4 separate regions of the Mus musculus genome follow, and all the other regions are linked to region 3. Evidence: chromatin contacts called from public Hi-C data. All regions are on one chromosome and are shown on one strand. Each heading gives the region's core, a stretch centred on a gene start, on an enhancer-like site or on the middle of the called end of the contact. The rest is flanking DNA. Distances are from core to core; before and after follow the strand shown.

Evidence for each region. Hi-C and Micro-C count contacts between places; a contact is called where the count stands out from the background.
Region 1: a contact with region 3 is called in a Hi-C map of bone marrow-derived macrophages, with 18 read pairs. The contact joins two enhancer-like sites. A contact is called at or near these places in 55 of 484 Hi-C or Micro-C datasets (the 63-12 cell line, the AML12 cell line, B cells and 37 more), 14 of 115 datasets of contacts at active chromatin or transcription factors (the 230-238 cell line, CD8 T cells, bone marrow-derived dendritic cells and 7 more) and 1 of 9 other capture datasets (embryonic stem cells).
Region 2: a Hi-C map of bone marrow-derived macrophages shows a contact between it and region 3, with 20 read pairs. The contact joins two enhancer-like sites. A contact is called at or near these places in 2 of 15 datasets of contacts at CTCF or cohesin (the NIH/3T3 cell line and stem cell-derived epiblast-like cells), 7 of 484 Hi-C or Micro-C datasets (CD4 T cells, CD8 T cells, bone marrow-derived macrophages and 4 more) and 8 of 115 datasets of contacts at active chromatin or transcription factors (CD8 T cells, Th2 cells, double positive thymocytes and 5 more).
Region 4: a contact with region 3 is called in a Hi-C map of bone marrow-derived macrophages, with 17 read pairs. The contact joins two enhancer-like sites. A contact is called at or near these places in 2 of 15 datasets of contacts at CTCF or cohesin (the NIH/3T3 cell line and stem cell-derived epiblast-like cells), 42 of 484 Hi-C or Micro-C datasets (the 63-12 cell line, B cells, the BV-2 cell line and 27 more), 28 of 115 datasets of contacts at active chromatin or transcription factors (the 230-238 cell line, CD8 T cells, DN3 thymocytes and 19 more) and 2 of 9 other capture datasets (bone marrow-derived macrophages and embryonic stem cells).

The regions. Positions count from the first base shown.
Region 1 is chr4:32,167,994-32,171,682 of GRCm38.p6, forward strand. The region is part of intron 1 of Gm42266 (a long non-coding RNA gene); the gene reads right to left. Among named protein-coding and RNA genes, the nearest start is that of Gm52717, 8.9 kb to the left of the region's middle. Within about 2 kb of position 2,213, at least 69 of the 459 cell types and tissues checked have an H3K27ac peak or open chromatin away from gene starts, as enhancers often do. A contact at or near this core is called in B cells, bone marrow-derived macrophages and microglia, where this site is marked.
Region 2 is chr4:32,286,998-32,290,836 of GRCm38.p6, forward strand. It overlaps a transcript of Bach2 not described here. Among named protein-coding and RNA genes, the nearest start is that of n-TGccc3, 59 kb to the left of the region's middle. Within about 2 kb of position 1,319, at least 83 of the 459 cell types and tissues checked have an H3K27ac peak or open chromatin away from gene starts, as enhancers often do. A contact at or near this core is called in bone marrow-derived macrophages, where this site is marked.
Region 3 is chr4:32,553,487-32,557,196 of GRCm38.p6, forward strand. All of the region lies in intron 2 of Bach2 (BTB and CNC homology, basic leucine zipper transcription factor 2), which reads left to right. Among named protein-coding and RNA genes, the nearest start is that of Bach2os, 16 kb to the right of the region's middle. Within about 2 kb of position 2,330, at least 10 of the 459 cell types and tissues checked have an H3K27ac peak or open chromatin away from gene starts, as enhancers often do. A contact at or near this core is called in B cells, bone marrow-derived macrophages and microglia, where this site is marked.
Region 4 is chr4:32,266,426-32,270,313 of GRCm38.p6, forward strand. It overlaps a transcript of Bach2 not described here. Among named protein-coding and RNA genes, the nearest start is that of n-TGccc3, 38 kb to the left of the region's middle. Within about 2 kb of position 1,791, at least 12 of the 459 cell types and tissues checked have an H3K27ac peak or open chromatin away from gene starts, as enhancers often do. A contact at or near this core is called in bone marrow-derived macrophages, where this site is marked.

The sequences.
Region 1 (3,689 bases), core at 963-3,462, 390 kb before region 3:
TGTGTGTGTGTGTGTGTGTGTGTGTGTGATCTTATTTAGTCTACATTAATAACTAATCGTTTCGAGTATATTTTTTATACAACCTGTGGATCAATTGTATGTCTTTTCTGACTCAAAATTATTTCCAATAGTAGACTTCAAAGATTAATGAACTAAAGCTAAAGAAATGAAACTATAAATCCCCATATTTCTTCCATAGGGCCCTGGAGATAACGTTCCCAAAAGAAAACTAAGAGGCATTACAAAGTCAGAAAGACTTGCCAGGGTCAGCAGGGAGCTCAGAGGGCAGAGGCTCTTGTTGCAAGCTTGGTAACCCGAGTTGGATTCCAGGACCCACATGGCAGGAGGAGAGAGCCTTCTTTCACCAGGGCTTCTAACCTCCACACACACACCACAGCAAGTGCACCTCTCTCCAAAAAAATGTGGATGGAAAATGGAAAGTCTGTGAATCTCTATAGCTTTATGCATTCAGTGGGATGGATGAATTCACAGGTTGTAGAGAATAGATAAATAGATTTTAATATCATGGAATAATTTTCAAGTGAGAATGGGTATCTGAATCCTAAATTATTTAAAAATCCCTTAGGTTATTAATCTATAATAGAAAAATATAAGTGTGGGACCACATACTCACTATGAGAGGTCTAGTATAGCAGTCAGGAGTGCTGGCTGAGTCCAGTGTTGCTAGAGAAAGATAATAGTGAACTACTGTCACCCATGAGAGTTTTGAAGTCAGTAACATGACTTTCTGAATGAAGTGGAACTGAAGGCCTTGAGAAGCCCCGACAGGTCTGGCCTCTCGCTCAGGTGATGCACACACAGAAGGCAGACCTCAGAACACATGTCTGTAAAGCATCTCAAAACTGCTGCCAGAACCAGATGTGATATGCTCTGCTTAAAGAACAACAAACCCTAGCTACCCCTGAGCGTACATGCTGTCTCAGCAAGTTCTTACTTTATTTGTGTTGTTACACGTTTATTCACAGAACTATCACCCCGTGGTGGGTGTTTCAACGTGATGCCCATGTCTTCCAGGTGCTCCCTTGTTCCAGGTCTCAAAGAGCAGGCAAGGCAACTATATGACAGTGTTTGAAATACAGTGTGAAAAAATTAAGTGCTGGCTGGACTCAGTCAATCTGAACTCACACCCTGCCTCTGTTACATGTAGGAACGTTGTGGGTCTCAACATCATCACACGTAAAATTAAAACGATAGCAACCACCACCACCACCACAGAGCTTGTGGAGTTAAAGATGAATGGGATCTGTAGAGTGTGCTCAGTAGATATTAGGCATCATTCTGTAGACACATAACTGCAAACTAACTTAATGCTGAGCATTGGAAAACTAAATACGTACATAACAACAGCAGAATGCTGCACACACACACACACACGGAGACAGACAGACAGACAGACAGACAGAGACAGTGCTAATAATTGTAATAAGGTCTGATTTCTATCTCAAAACATGTTAGTGAGGACTCATTTCTACAATAGCATCCCACATATACAGTAGGTAACTTGTCCTCTTTTCTAAAGGGACACTTCAACTCCTTCAGGACCAAGAAAACAAGTCTGAGGATATTTTTTTCCTGAAAATAAACCCCTGACTTAATCATGTTCAGTCCAGATAGTGGGTCAGGTGTTGCTAGGCAGAGTCCCTACAGGACACTCTGGCTTTTCTAGGGGTCCTCTCCATGTTGTTCACAATGATGTCATCTTCCAGTAAGTGCATAATATTTTCCCCAAAGATGTATGTTCATCACAAGAAGCAGTTACAGAATGTGTGCACAACACACAGATATCACTGTAAAAAAAAAAAAAAAAAGAAAGAAAAAAGAAAAAAAACCCCGCCCAAGAGCCAGAGAGATCGCCTAGTTCCCTCAAATATACAACCCCCCTTTCTTGATTGTACCCTTTCCCAGGCTTCTTCCTCTGATCCTACCAGGATTCGCCGTGCGGCCAGCCCTCACTCTTCTCCATAGAGGATGCGGACTGGAAAGTTATCACTTGTTTAGTGAGATCCTTAGTGGGAATTTGACAACCATTAGAGCACACAGGTGCACTCGTGCAGGTGTGAGACCCTCAACAGCTCTGAAAGCAGCTGTGGCTTGCAGGGTGAGGTCCCCATTCCCCATTTAACAGTGGAGAGCCAAAAACAGACTAAGAGGTGAGTCACTGACGAGTTATTCCTAAACAGCAAAGACCAACACTTTAGTGAATTCCAAATCCTGAAGTCACACGAGTCCAAAGAGGGAAGTCGTGAGAGTCAGGAGAGGGGGCAGGAGGCCGTGAAAAAATAGAAGTGACAGAAATAGGCCTTCAGTGTTCTGGCTGCTCATTAGACCAGCACTGAGATGGTGCTCATATGGCCTGAATAACTGATACTTTTTATAAGTAACTGAAGAGCTATAAAAAGCTTAGCATTTAAGAAAACAACAAACAGCTGTGGTAAATGAGCAAGAAAAAAAAAAAAAGAAAAATCTAAAGGAGCGAGCAAGCATTGTCTGGGCTGCAGAAGGTCAAGTTGCTGCAGGAGGAAGTGCTAAGCCCTCCTGTCGCAAATGCTACAGTGTATGGACCGGCCCCTCCCCCTCCCCCACCCCCTCAGCCACACCTCTCCCAGAACTTGCCCTCCTCCCTTATCAAAGAGAAAGAGCACAGGCAAGTCAATAGAATACTCAGCCATTATCTCCCGAAAACAGCATTTGTTAACCCAGGAGACCTAGCCACGGATTAAGCAGTGTCCACCTGAGGTCTTGCAGACCAAGGTCTCCAGTGAGAGCAAAACTCTCCCTGAGGTCAGCTGCCACTGCATTCTGGATGAGCCTCATTGAACTGGGGCGGCCCCTGGGATTGGTTTCTGTGCGCCCTGAGATGTCACACAGTTGCCCTTCCCTTTAACAGAAAACGTTATCTGCAGGCGCTACAGCTAGCAGTGGGTAACGGTATTCCTTCCAACTTCCTCACTTGGCTGATGGGTAAGTTCAGTGATGAAGGTCGCTGTCAGTGGGAAGGAGTGCAGGAAAGTGGTCGGCAAGCACTTGGCTCTGGCCTCTAAAGTCAACTCCACTGCTCACTGTTCACGACTTGAGTGTTAACCTCTCGGCACCTCAGCTTCCTTGGTAGTAAATTTAGGAAGTCGGTGTTTCCTTCCTCTGGTCTTCAGCTGAATCTCAGGTTAGCTTGCTAACTAATACTTGAGAGCAATCTTGAGTGGCCTGTAGACATCTCGCCTTGTCTCTAAGCTTTGGGTGATATTCTTAATAATACATCGTAAGCACAAGTTGGAAGAAATGGAAAAGGAGCAGGAAAAGGGTCGGTCTGTTGTTACCGAGCAAAGGTTTTTGCTTCTTATGTTATTGAATGAAGAAGTCAGCCCAGACAGATAGCTAAGGAAAGGACAGTATACTCCAGAGAGAGACTACCATGGTCAGGGTGAACTAAGTAAGTGCTTTGGGTTCTGTGTTGTGGGTTTTAAAACCATTTTAATGAATATTTATTAAGTGGGTGGTATGTTCATGAGATCAGGTGACTCCCTTCCAAATCATGTTAGACCAGACCTCCTTTTTTTTTTTAAACTATTCTTCTCTCACATATTACATCGCGATGGCAGTTCCCCCTCGCTCCCTCCTCCCAATCCCTCCCCACCATCCCCACTACGCCCCAGATCCATTCTTCCATTTCC
Region 2 (3,839 bases), core at 69-2,568, 270 kb before region 3:
GTCCTAAGCCAACCAAAGTATTCTTAACACTTGAAAAGTTAATTATCACATAAATATTTTAAAAATTCGCATTGAAATTAGTCCCTAGTGAAAGTGTAAAATGTAACGCGAAGCTCTCCCGCTTCGGAATGCTTTCCTAAGTGTATCCAAGTTCATGGGAATGTAAAGAGCTTGGCTCTGGTCCCTTTTGGTCTGTGATATTTATTTGCAAGTTTTTGTAATAAAGTTAATTAAAAATTAAAAATTCAAAAAACTTCGTGCAACTTGTTTACCTCTTTAAGACGAGGAACATAGGGCATTGTGGGTAGAATTGCTTTACAACCCACTGCAGGTTCTTTTGTGAGGCGAAATGAATTCTCCAAACAATATCCTTTGATTGACTTCAACATATCTTATATTAAACTATATTTGGACCTAAGCCATAATTAGTACATAAGGAACTTTTAAAATTAATGTACACTTGTGACCTATAAGATTAATTTAAAAATATTTAACTCAGTATAAAATATTCATTCATACTTATTTTCAGATTTCCTGTTGCATTTTGGAAATACTTCCTCTGTTTCTTTTTCTTTTTTTCCCTTTTCTGTACTGTTTGTGTCACTGTTTTGCCCACCAGGAATGAAATAGAGGTTTGATCTGCCACATCCGCTTGTATCTGATGGGCTGCACATCCCCTGATATAGACAATGAACTTGAAGATGTTTGGGAAAAACTGATCTGTGCTGAGCATACACAGACCCTGCTTTCCTTGTCATTCCCTAGGCAGGATGGCATGGCTGTTTACGTGGCTTTTACATTATGTTAGCCTTGTGAGGACTCTGCAGCGCATTTAAAGTTCACAGGTGGATTTGTGGGTTACATGCAGATGTCGGGCCATTTTATATAAGGCGTTTGAGCCTTCTTGGAACTGGACATTCACGAGTCCCCACAGACACTCAGGGACTGCTTTGATTGTTTTCCTAGTGCCACTGTTTGACTAATTCTTATCCCATAGTTGACCTTTTAAAAAAAAAAAAAACTCTGTGTGTGTGTGTGTGTGTGTGTGTGTGCGCTTATCTTCCTTTCTGTAAGAGATCATGAATGCCAGTGCTGAGCCTAGGGAAAATATCAAAACAAACACGACCTTTGATCCTTCCAGAGATAACCATCATCTCTTAGTCATACAGATAAAATTTCTTAGTCATATCTAACCATAGATACACACGTGCACTTTGCCAGAAATTGTTAAAATATGTGTACACAAACTTGTATCATTTTAAGGGGAAAAGGGAGCTCGGTATTGCTTCAGAGTGGTAGCTCTGCTCCCTGGATTCTTCACAGGGACCTGTCAGTCATTCTAGAGCCAGCACCTGGCTCAGGCTCTGCCGTGACATTTTCAGTTGATCCTTCCTTGTTTTCTTGGCTAGTTGCCCTTCAAACAGAAAGTTCATCGCCTCTCCTCAGCTGCTAATGTGATTTACTTCGTGTGTCTAGGAAGTCAGGATGGTTGCTGATTTTATTGTTTAGAGAGGACTGGCTTCTTGGTCTGAAGCCAGGGTGTTCCCAGCTGATAGAAAACGGAACCCAGCAGCCCCCATTTCAGAGATTGCCAGGCTTATGACTCAAAGATACTTTACAGGCCAGGTTAAGCAATTGTTAGGCCCCTCCTGGCACACGTCAGATGCGATGATTGTCTATTGATTGTAATCCAAAGATTATTTTGGCCCTCATCTACAAACACAGATGCCTTTTGATCAGGAAAAAAAAATGCATTGTGATAACTAACCTGCTGCCTGTACTTGAAAAGTAGTGTCTGAATTAGTGACTACTGTTCTGATTCTATGTTAGAATGTGTAATTTCCTTAATTTTCAGAACGGGAAGTGCAGTATGTGCTTTCTGAACTCAGACCCACAGCAAGCAGTTGTTTAATACAAATGAAAAGGAGATAGTGGCTGAGCTCTGTACAGTGGCAGTGTTACAGTATCTTCCCCCAAGATGAAACATAGTATCATTTCTCACAGGTGATGGAGAGCCACCTTGTCATAGAAAAGGGAGACCTAACTAATAAAGCCTTTGAACAAGCAAGCAGTTGTCCAGATAGCCTGGAAGATGTTAGCACCAGTGGCTGAAAGCTGTCAGGAGCCTCTCGACACCAGGTCTTATTTTCTTAGGTTCCTGACAAGTACCTGACCTCTTCATGCCTACACCAGCCGCACTTCAGCTTCTACTCAATATGAAATACCTAGGAGTGAGGAAGAGTGAGCCTTGGCAGCCAGCTCATTAGGGTGGATTGTTTTCTTTACAGATAATTGGCATCCTAAAAGGAGAACTCGTTTAAATAAGTAGTTGTAAAGCATTTTAGTTGGGCATCAGCAGTTGTGCTATTTGTGTGTGTGTGTGTGTGTGTGTAATACTCCAAGAAACTTACTATTTTATCAAAAGGCACAACTCTAAAAATGAAACCTACTGACGAGTTTCTATGGCAACCACTCCTGAAATGTATCTGGCTGGTGTGTGTCTTTTCATAATTTTTCTTTGCATGCTTTAAGGAGTTCCTTGAATTTTTGTTCCTGTGATGGGTGGATAGATGGATAATTGACAGAGGGAGCTACATTTCCCTGGGAAGAATTTAAGACTTATGAAAATTCCATAGATTTATAAGGAATATTATTTTGTGCTTAGCATAAATAAATTTGACTAAGGAAGATATCTATTGCTTTGATTTAGTCTAAACAGTAATGAGGCCCATTAAGTATTAATGCATGACCAATTGCTTTTTAAATTCAGACTCATTGGCTGTCCCTGCAAGACCTTGTTGGGTGTTCCACTTTATTCTGTGATCATTCCACACACCCCCACACCCCCACGCCCCTAACACACACCTTTTTCAGAGCCTTCAGTCTCTGTCTCAATGGCGCTCTGCTCTGGACTTAACCTTCTCTATAGCCTTCTTCCTTGTCAGAGGGTTTGTGGCCAGAACACACGGTAGATCTTGATATTTCCTAACAGGTTCATTCAGAAAAGTTGGCAAGAAGGGACTGTGGTGTAATTCGGTGGTTTGGAGGGGTTGTTCTGGGAGACATTTCTGTTCTCTCAAGCTCTGTCATGCTACAAGCCCAATAGATATGGCTAGATGCTCTTGCAATACAAAACATGCTCACCGAGAGTAGTGGTGTCACAGCGAGCTCTCAGCACTTATCTGGTTAAAACCAGAAGGAACCATTCTGTGAGGTATCTAAAGTGGCAGGAAATAGAGGGAGTCTAAGGAAATAAACTATCCTGGGCCCAACAGCTGGGGAATTTTGTGTGGCTTACAGAGAAGTCAGAGAACCAGGATGTCTCTGAGCCTGTTAGATACATTTGGTCCTAGCAGCATGTAGTAGGAAATGAATATTTAACTTTGAAACACTTTTTTGTACTTTAAACTCCTCCCAGGCCTTAAAAACACTCTCCCTGATGTTCCTGGGTAAGGGAGAATAGCTTTGCCTAGGCTCCTGGCCACATAGTCTCCAGCTTTAACATTTAGCCCCAGTCCCTTCAAGACACAGACAGCCTTTTCCACTCAGCGATCAGAACTTGGTGATTTGCTTAGCCTAGCTGGCCAGGAATAGGCCCTCTATGTCCGTGCTACCAGGACTGGGATTGCAGCAGTTCACTGTCGCTCTGCCTTTAGTGTGTGCAAGCCCTGGGATAAACTTCATCCACTGAGCCTTCCCCACAGCCTCATGCATCGTCTTGGTGTGACTTGTTTAATCACAGCAACTTCTATAAATCAGCAGCTGTACTAACCAAGACTTTTTCTATTGAAAAGTGCAGACCACTTAGTGCTTTGTTATATTTGATATTGGGCCAGGCA
Region 3 (3,710 bases), core at 1,080-3,579:
ACACACGCATGCATGTGCGCGCGCGCGCGTCACCTCCTCGGCAATGGTTTAGGTACTAGACATGAAAAATCATCTCCTGTGGAGCACACCTTAAATACAATCAGAAATCAGTTGATTATTCCCATAAAAGTCCTGGTTCCCCCCGCCCCCCCATTTTTATATATGTTCCAGGCCAACTGTGTTTCTTATCATATGTTCCACCCAGCAGCAAGATGGGTTCCTTTGGAGGTAATAAGCGCACCATCCCTCAGATTGCATCGACTCTATGCTCTGCTGCTTGAGTTTTCATTAGCCCATCTTTCTTTTGTTAACTGCATAGAAGTGGGAAGTCAGAACCCCAAGGAATAAAGGGCTAAGGGTCAGTATTCTAACCTGTCACTGTCAGTGTGTTGCTCGTGTCACTGTGAGTTTGGTGGCCTGGTCTTACTACTCTCAGAGCTGATGCCTACAGGTTGGTGCTGCTGCCTCCTGTGTACCAATTACGGCTAAGGTCAGGAGCCAGCAGGATACAGAAAGCAGGAAAAGATTAGTTCCTGTAACCTGCCCGGTCTCAGTCCCACATGGAATGCCATATCTGCTCCTGATGTAAGATCTAGTACCATTGCGTAGTCGGGGCTGTGTATTCCAGGGCCACATAGCAATGGAGTTGCTTAGTACTGTTTATCATGCCCTTAGGACATTCCTAAATGGCCAGTGGGCTTTAACCTAGATCCGTCCACTTCCTTCACAGCGATGGCACAGGGCTTGTTAACAGCAGTGGAAAGGAACTAGTTTTCTATTTCTAACCACTTCATCCTACTTGATGAGCATTCCTTTTTTTAAGTACAATTTTATGGGTCATTGGAGAATGATTCGCTGCCTCCCACCCTTATTTTTTCCCATTATCAGAGACTTACTCCTTAGGAACAAAGAGTAAATGCCAGTGTAGATGTAGTCACAGCTTTATGATGGGCAGCTTCACCTTGCTACCTGGAGAGTTGCCATCTGATACAATGAGTGGATTTCAGTGCTTCCTCAAAATAGGCAGATTGTGTAGGCAGATTTGGATACATGGAGGCTAATCCAGTATGTAGACAATCCAGTAATTGATGGGTTTAGCACTATCCAAAATGTGTAATGGGCACTTTGTGTGTGTGTGTGTGTGTGTGTGTGTGTGTGTGTGTGTGTGTGTATGTACCTTTGGACCTTTGCCTGGGGTTTCTCCAGGGGCAGTTTAAATGTGCTCATCATATGAATGTACCCAAGACCCACAGCATAAACAGACGAACTGCATCCTAGTGTCCCAGTGTATGTGTTCTGGGGACCAGCAGACCATCAGTCTCTTCTCATGTGTGTGTCTGGATTTCTCAGCTGACCGCTGTTCACATACTCTCGAGATGGCACTTCTGGGGTTGTCTTGCGTACACTCTTACAACAGTAACTAATTTCACACACTTTGTACGGCCTCTACACATCTAAGCTTCAGTCACAGCCACGTGCTTGTCCGTCACTCTCAGCCCTAAGTCAAGGGTCCTGGGTTTACATCCTGCCTGCTTACCCACTAGATTGTACAACCTTGGATAAGTTCCTTTACCTCCGTGCCTCTCAGTTTCCTGGGTACGAGGTAGAAGCCATCATGGCTGCTTTACACGCCAGCACAGGACTGGCCCATGAGATGCTTCACAAGTTGTGGCTGTGACTCCCTAGACAAAGCCTTGCACGTAGAAGACGAGTACAGTTGTGTGTGCAAGGCAGGATTCATCTGGGTGTGGAAGAAGAGTTAGATGTCGGCTCTTGTGAAATTTTCTGGTGCAAACAGACTTTCCTGTCTTGGGCTTAGATTATAATTTATAAGCCAATCTCTCTTCAGTCTTACTGATTTTAAGGGGCACATTAATTTGTATGGCTGTCTCATGTATAAAATACTGTTTTGAAGTATGGCCACACTGTGGAATGGATGAATCAAGCTAACTAACAAATGCATTCGTTATCATTCTGTGATAATAACACGTGTGCTTTCTTGTCAGTTTTCAGGAATGTTCCATATTGTCACTAACTACTCACTGTACGGCGGCTCTCAGATGAACTGTTTATTTAATAGCTATGGGTTCTTTGACCACCATCTTCCAATCTCTTCTGCCATCTAGCCATCCCATCCGCATTTTCTTTTCTGTGCCTATGAAATCTACGCTAGACTGTACATGTGAGTGAACTACTGCAATCGTGCCTCTCCGTGCCTGGCTGATTTGACTTGTACAACTTCCCATGTGACCATCTATGTAGTTACAAATAGCAGGGTTTGTGCGTTTTATGCTCTATTGTATTCTACTGTGTGCATATCCTGTACTTCCTCTATCTATTATAGAGAATTAGCTACTGAGCATTGTGCTGCAGCAGTAAGTACAGGGATACAAACATACTGTATTTATTTCCTTTGGAAACACACCCAGCAGTGGGGTTTCATTTTTTACTTTTTAGAGAATTCTCAATGGCTCCTTTTCTCTGCAGCCTCACCAACACATACTAAGTTTCACCCTTCTAATAACAGCAATCCTGATGGGTTTTTTATAATTTTTTGAGACAGGCTCTCACTATGTAGCCCTGGCTAGCATAGGTAGACTTCCTTATGTAGACCAAGCTGGTTTCAAATTCACATAGATCTATCTGCCTGCCTCTGCTTCTGGAGTGCTGAGGTTAAGGGTCATAGCTGCTCTCTTACTATTTTTTACATTTGGTCCTTAGTAAATGTAGAACTTGCAGACATGTTCCCACATCTCTTTGTACTCTGTAATTCCTTTGTAATTCCTTAATCCCTAAGTAGAACCTGTCTTTATTATGATACATGCCCCTTGGTCTAGTTTTGCTTTTGTTCCTTCATACCCCAAATGAGGCAGTATATCCAGTATCCAAAACCATCATAGTCCAGACCAACACAATGGAATTCTGTGCACACTCCCATGCATTCTCTGTAGTTCGAGATCCCATGTTTGAGTCTTTCTTTCATACACTTTGAGTGAATATTTGTATCTGGTGAGAGACACAGATCTGTTTTCATGCTGTGAAGTCGTACAGTTTTCCCAGTAGCACTTACAGAAGTGATTTTCTTTCTCTGCTGTGTGTTTTTAGCACCTTTGTCAGATCAGCTGTCTGTAAATGTATGGGTTTATTTCTGGGCTCTCTGTTCCATTCTCCTGGTCTGGCTCTGTGTGATGCCATGACAGTGCTGCTTATGGGCTAATGCAGTTTATGTTATGTTTGTAAAGGGGGTAAGACAATGCTTCTTGCTTTATTTTTCTTGTAGATTTCTTTGGTTCTTCGGGATCTTTTGTGGTTCCATACTGTTGATAGAACTCTCTCCCAGGGAGAGACATAAAGCATTGTGTAGTCCTCCTCTCAGAGTCCTAATGACCAACGGAAACGTGACCCACCTAAAGCTCCCTCTAGAGAGCCATGAGTTTACAGCTTCCTTACAGAGTATAAGTGAGAGGTCACTTACAGGGTACGGGACTCCTTCCCCAACTAGCTGTACCTGATAACCCTTACCCAGCAGTGGTGTGGGCTTCCTGTAGCCCTATCTAGTATTTCTTGACTGATACATAATAAGTATATATACGTATAGTCAGAGATATAGAGAATATAGAATCTTTCTACATATACTATATATACATACTCTTTCTATTTCCATATATACTATATCTCTGAATGATACACACACACACACACTAACCCCT
Region 4 (3,888 bases), core at 541-3,040, 290 kb before region 3:
AGAAGCAGAGAGTGTTTCTCATCCTGTTGGCCCAAATGAGAAGTTTACTTCCAGTCAGTGGCTGTGTTTGCTAGTGCATTAAAGTGGGCCAGCTGGCCAGTCACTCATCAGCAGTGAGGTGTATCCCAGAGTCTGAAACTCTATTTTATTTTTTTCTTTCCTTTTCCTTTTTTTTTCTCTTTTACAACTCAGTGGCCATGGACATTTCTAATTTTAAATTCCTGTTTTGCATATCAAGTTTATAAGCTATGACTTTTAGGATAATTTTTGTACTTTGTCCTGTAAACAGATTTTAAAAGCATTGAATGTAAAATGCATGTGAAGTTTCTTGTGTATCAAAGGCTCGCCTTTCCTCTCCCTGACTTAATGGGCTCCTGTTTCCAATTTGTGTTAGAGCTCTGTGTGAAACATGAACTCTAGTTTATGCAAGTCCTAAGAGGGAGCGCAAGTGTGTGTGGGGATAACAGCCCTTGAGCAGCCTTTGTGGCAGGCCTCTGTTGAGTCCTGGAGTCATTCTCCAGCAAGGCCAAGTGCTCACTTTGCACGTGGAAATTGCAGATGTCACTACTTGAACTTGCCACCAGTGCGCGCATGTAATATCTGTTGGCAGCATAATAGTTTTTGGCTACTCCTTGAGAATCCCACCCGCATCCCCTCTGTTTGTTTGTTTCAGAGCAGGGGATTGAGTCCCAGAGCCTAGCACATTCCAGATAACAGCCACTGTTACTGAGAGCTACAGCCGGATCTGACCGTTCTGATTTTAAGAAACAAATTTTCTCATGTAAAACTCAAGTTGGGAGGTTGGGCTCATTCATTTTTTATTCTTTCAGCAAGTAAACATTAAGTGCCAACTTTGTGTCCGTGCTGTTCAGAGAGGGACAAGAGAAGGCTGCTACTCTGGAATTGTGTGGTAGAGTCCATGAACAGATACAGATAGGAAACAAAAACCCCTTGACTATCCTAGGGTAGTGACGTGAGGGTGGGGTGCTCCATCAGAGGTGAGATGGCTAGTAAGATATCACTGAATGAATGAATCCCATCTGAACAGCGAAAGGATGTATAGGAGACTCACCCAGTTGGAAAAGGCTGGTAGAAAAGGCATTCGTGGGGCAAAAGGCCCTCACAAAGCCACAGAAACAGAAAACATACACGTGTTACAGTGTGTGGATTTCTGATGGTCTGTGTCACTAGAGCTTGGGCCCACAGGAAAGTCCCAAAGACATTAGCCTAAAACTTTATCATTTCAAAGTCATTGTCTTTTACGTTGTATTCAGTGGGGGACTATTTCAGGGTTTTTCTTTTAGCAAAACATCTAGATATTTATCTGTTGGTCATCATCAGGTCCTTTATATGTAGACCCATCATTATCATTAAATGTGTGATGGAAAATCATATTGCAAGTTAGAAAGTACTGGAAGTTAAAACTCTTCCCGTCTTTGGAAGTTTGATAAGCAGGAGACAGAACTGTGTTTTTGTTTTTGTTTTGTTTTGTTTTTTGTTTTTATTTCAGGACCTTTTAACAAAGAAGTTCCATGGTTACATGTGTGCTTAGAAATAGTATCATTGCAACAGGAAGAGGAACTAGAATCCAGAGCCAGAGGGGCAATCACTCTGCTCCTTTATAAGTTCATGGAGAAGCAATGGCTACAGGGATGCAGACTAAAGCCACATGAAACTGGTCCCAAGGACCAGTTGAACAGAGTCCTCAAATGTGATTGGCCCAACACAGACATCAACAGAGAGGAAATGACTGAGAACAGTGTCCAGATCTCTGGGGAAACTTCATGGGTGATATCACCAGGATATGGGTGTACAGTAGGTCATGAGATTGGGGTGTGAGATTGATGTGGGTGGTAGAACAGAGATTAGTGATAAAAGTGCTAGGAAGAGGACATTTAGTGACTGAGACAGAGAAGCCTTCCAAGGAGTTGTGTGAAGGGAAGAGGAAAACTCGGGGTGGAGTATGCCAACATTCAGGGTAGGAGAGTCTAAAGATGGGGGTGTTCAGGAAGGCTTGTGTCACAGAGGCCAAGCATTCCATCCTGGATTTGCCAAGTTAATAAGTTGAATAGAACTGTCATGAGCAGTTGGTGAGGAGTAGGAAATTAGAAGGAAGATCTTCCATTTATACTGTGTGGGAAAAGAAAGCAAAATGGGCAGGGATTTTTGTTTTTTGTTTTTTTAATGTTGGTTTTTGAAGTTGAAATTTTGAGCATGTATGCACTGTAAAGGAGAGAGACTACCAACGAGGAAGAAGACAAATTAGTGGAATGATGTCTGTAATAAATTAAATCTGAGGGCATATTTGCTCGAACACTCATGAGGTCAATCAGAGGAAGAAAGGATCTATCCAGATTTACAAAGATGAGAAGAGAAGGCAAGTGAGGTTTGAAAGCTGGATATGTGATTGGATGAGAGATCCATGGAATGTATGTTCTGGATAGTCAAGGGATACATTCAACTAATACATTCAGGTCTCCTTAGAAGCACAGTGGAGGGATGAAACTGTTACCCTACCACAGTCACACTGCACAGGTTTTTAAGACCACACTCAGCCTCTAGACTCTCCAAGTTGATAATGGAACACAATAGGAGCTTTTATTGCTGACTCATTGCTGTGGGATACATGACTTTTCCAGTGAGTTGTGTTGGCTCAAGACTTCCCCGTGGCCCCACCAGATCATTCTTAGAACAGTATTGAAATCCATTTCCTTTTCTTTCTGTGCTCTTAGGAACAGTGGGCAGGACCTCCTGCAGTCTCTAGCTTTCATCCTTGAGAAATTTTACACTTACAATCTTTTCTTAGTGCCTGTATGTTTATAGACCTAACCTAACATGAAGAACTTAGTCAAAACGTGTGGATTCGTAAGAGAATGCTAGCTGCCATGCAGGTAGCCCTTCCACCTTTACAGAAAGCAAGGAGAACAATGTTGAGTGAGCTGCTGTAGCTCTTTGGACAAAATGCACCTGGTGAACATATACAGAATTTTCTGTTTTCAGCAGCAGACTTCGAGTCCCCAGTAGTGAGCACAGAGCTATTTCTAGTGTAGGCTTTATGTTAGGCTGTAAAACAAATGTTAATATATTTAAGAAAATAAAAGTTAGACTTAGTATTATTTCTGACTACAAGGGTATGAAACTAGGAATTAATAATGGAAAGAACCTTAGAAAATACACAACATGCCCCCCCCAAACAACCCACTGATAGAGAAGAACTCAGAAAGGAAACTTGAGAATATCTTGAGGAGAATGACAGCAGAAGTGTAGACTTTGAAGCTGCAGGATAGATGCTCCACAAGGAGTGATTACACCAACACAGGCCTGCGTTCAAGACAGAGAAAGCCCAAATAAACAATCTGAAATTTCAGCTAAACGAATAAGAGAAAGAAAAATGAAGCCTAAAAATAAGTGGGAGGAAATAATAATAATCAGAGTGCAATAAAAGCCAGGAAACCCATAGAAGTAACCATACCAATAGTTTTATTTAAAAAATAAAATAAAATGGAACAATCCTTACCTAACCTAGGAAAAAAGTAAGAGAGAATATTCAAAAATTTTAAATGAAAGTAGAGACTGGAGAGGTGGCTCAGCATGTACGTACTTGTCTGAAGGACTGAAGTTCAAGTTTGGATCCCTAAAACCCACATAAAATCTGGGTGGGTGTGACAGCCCACCTGCAGTTCCAGCCCAGGGAGCAGAGATGGATTTCAGAGCAAGCTGGCTAAGCCAGCATAGTAAAAACTGCAAACTCTGGATTCAGTAAGAGACTCTACCTCAGTATAGAAGGTAGAGAACATTGAGAGAGCCGCCAGGCGTCAGCCTTGGGGTCCCTGCGTAGACACACATGAACCTACACGCACACACACAAGCACACATATGCACCTGTAC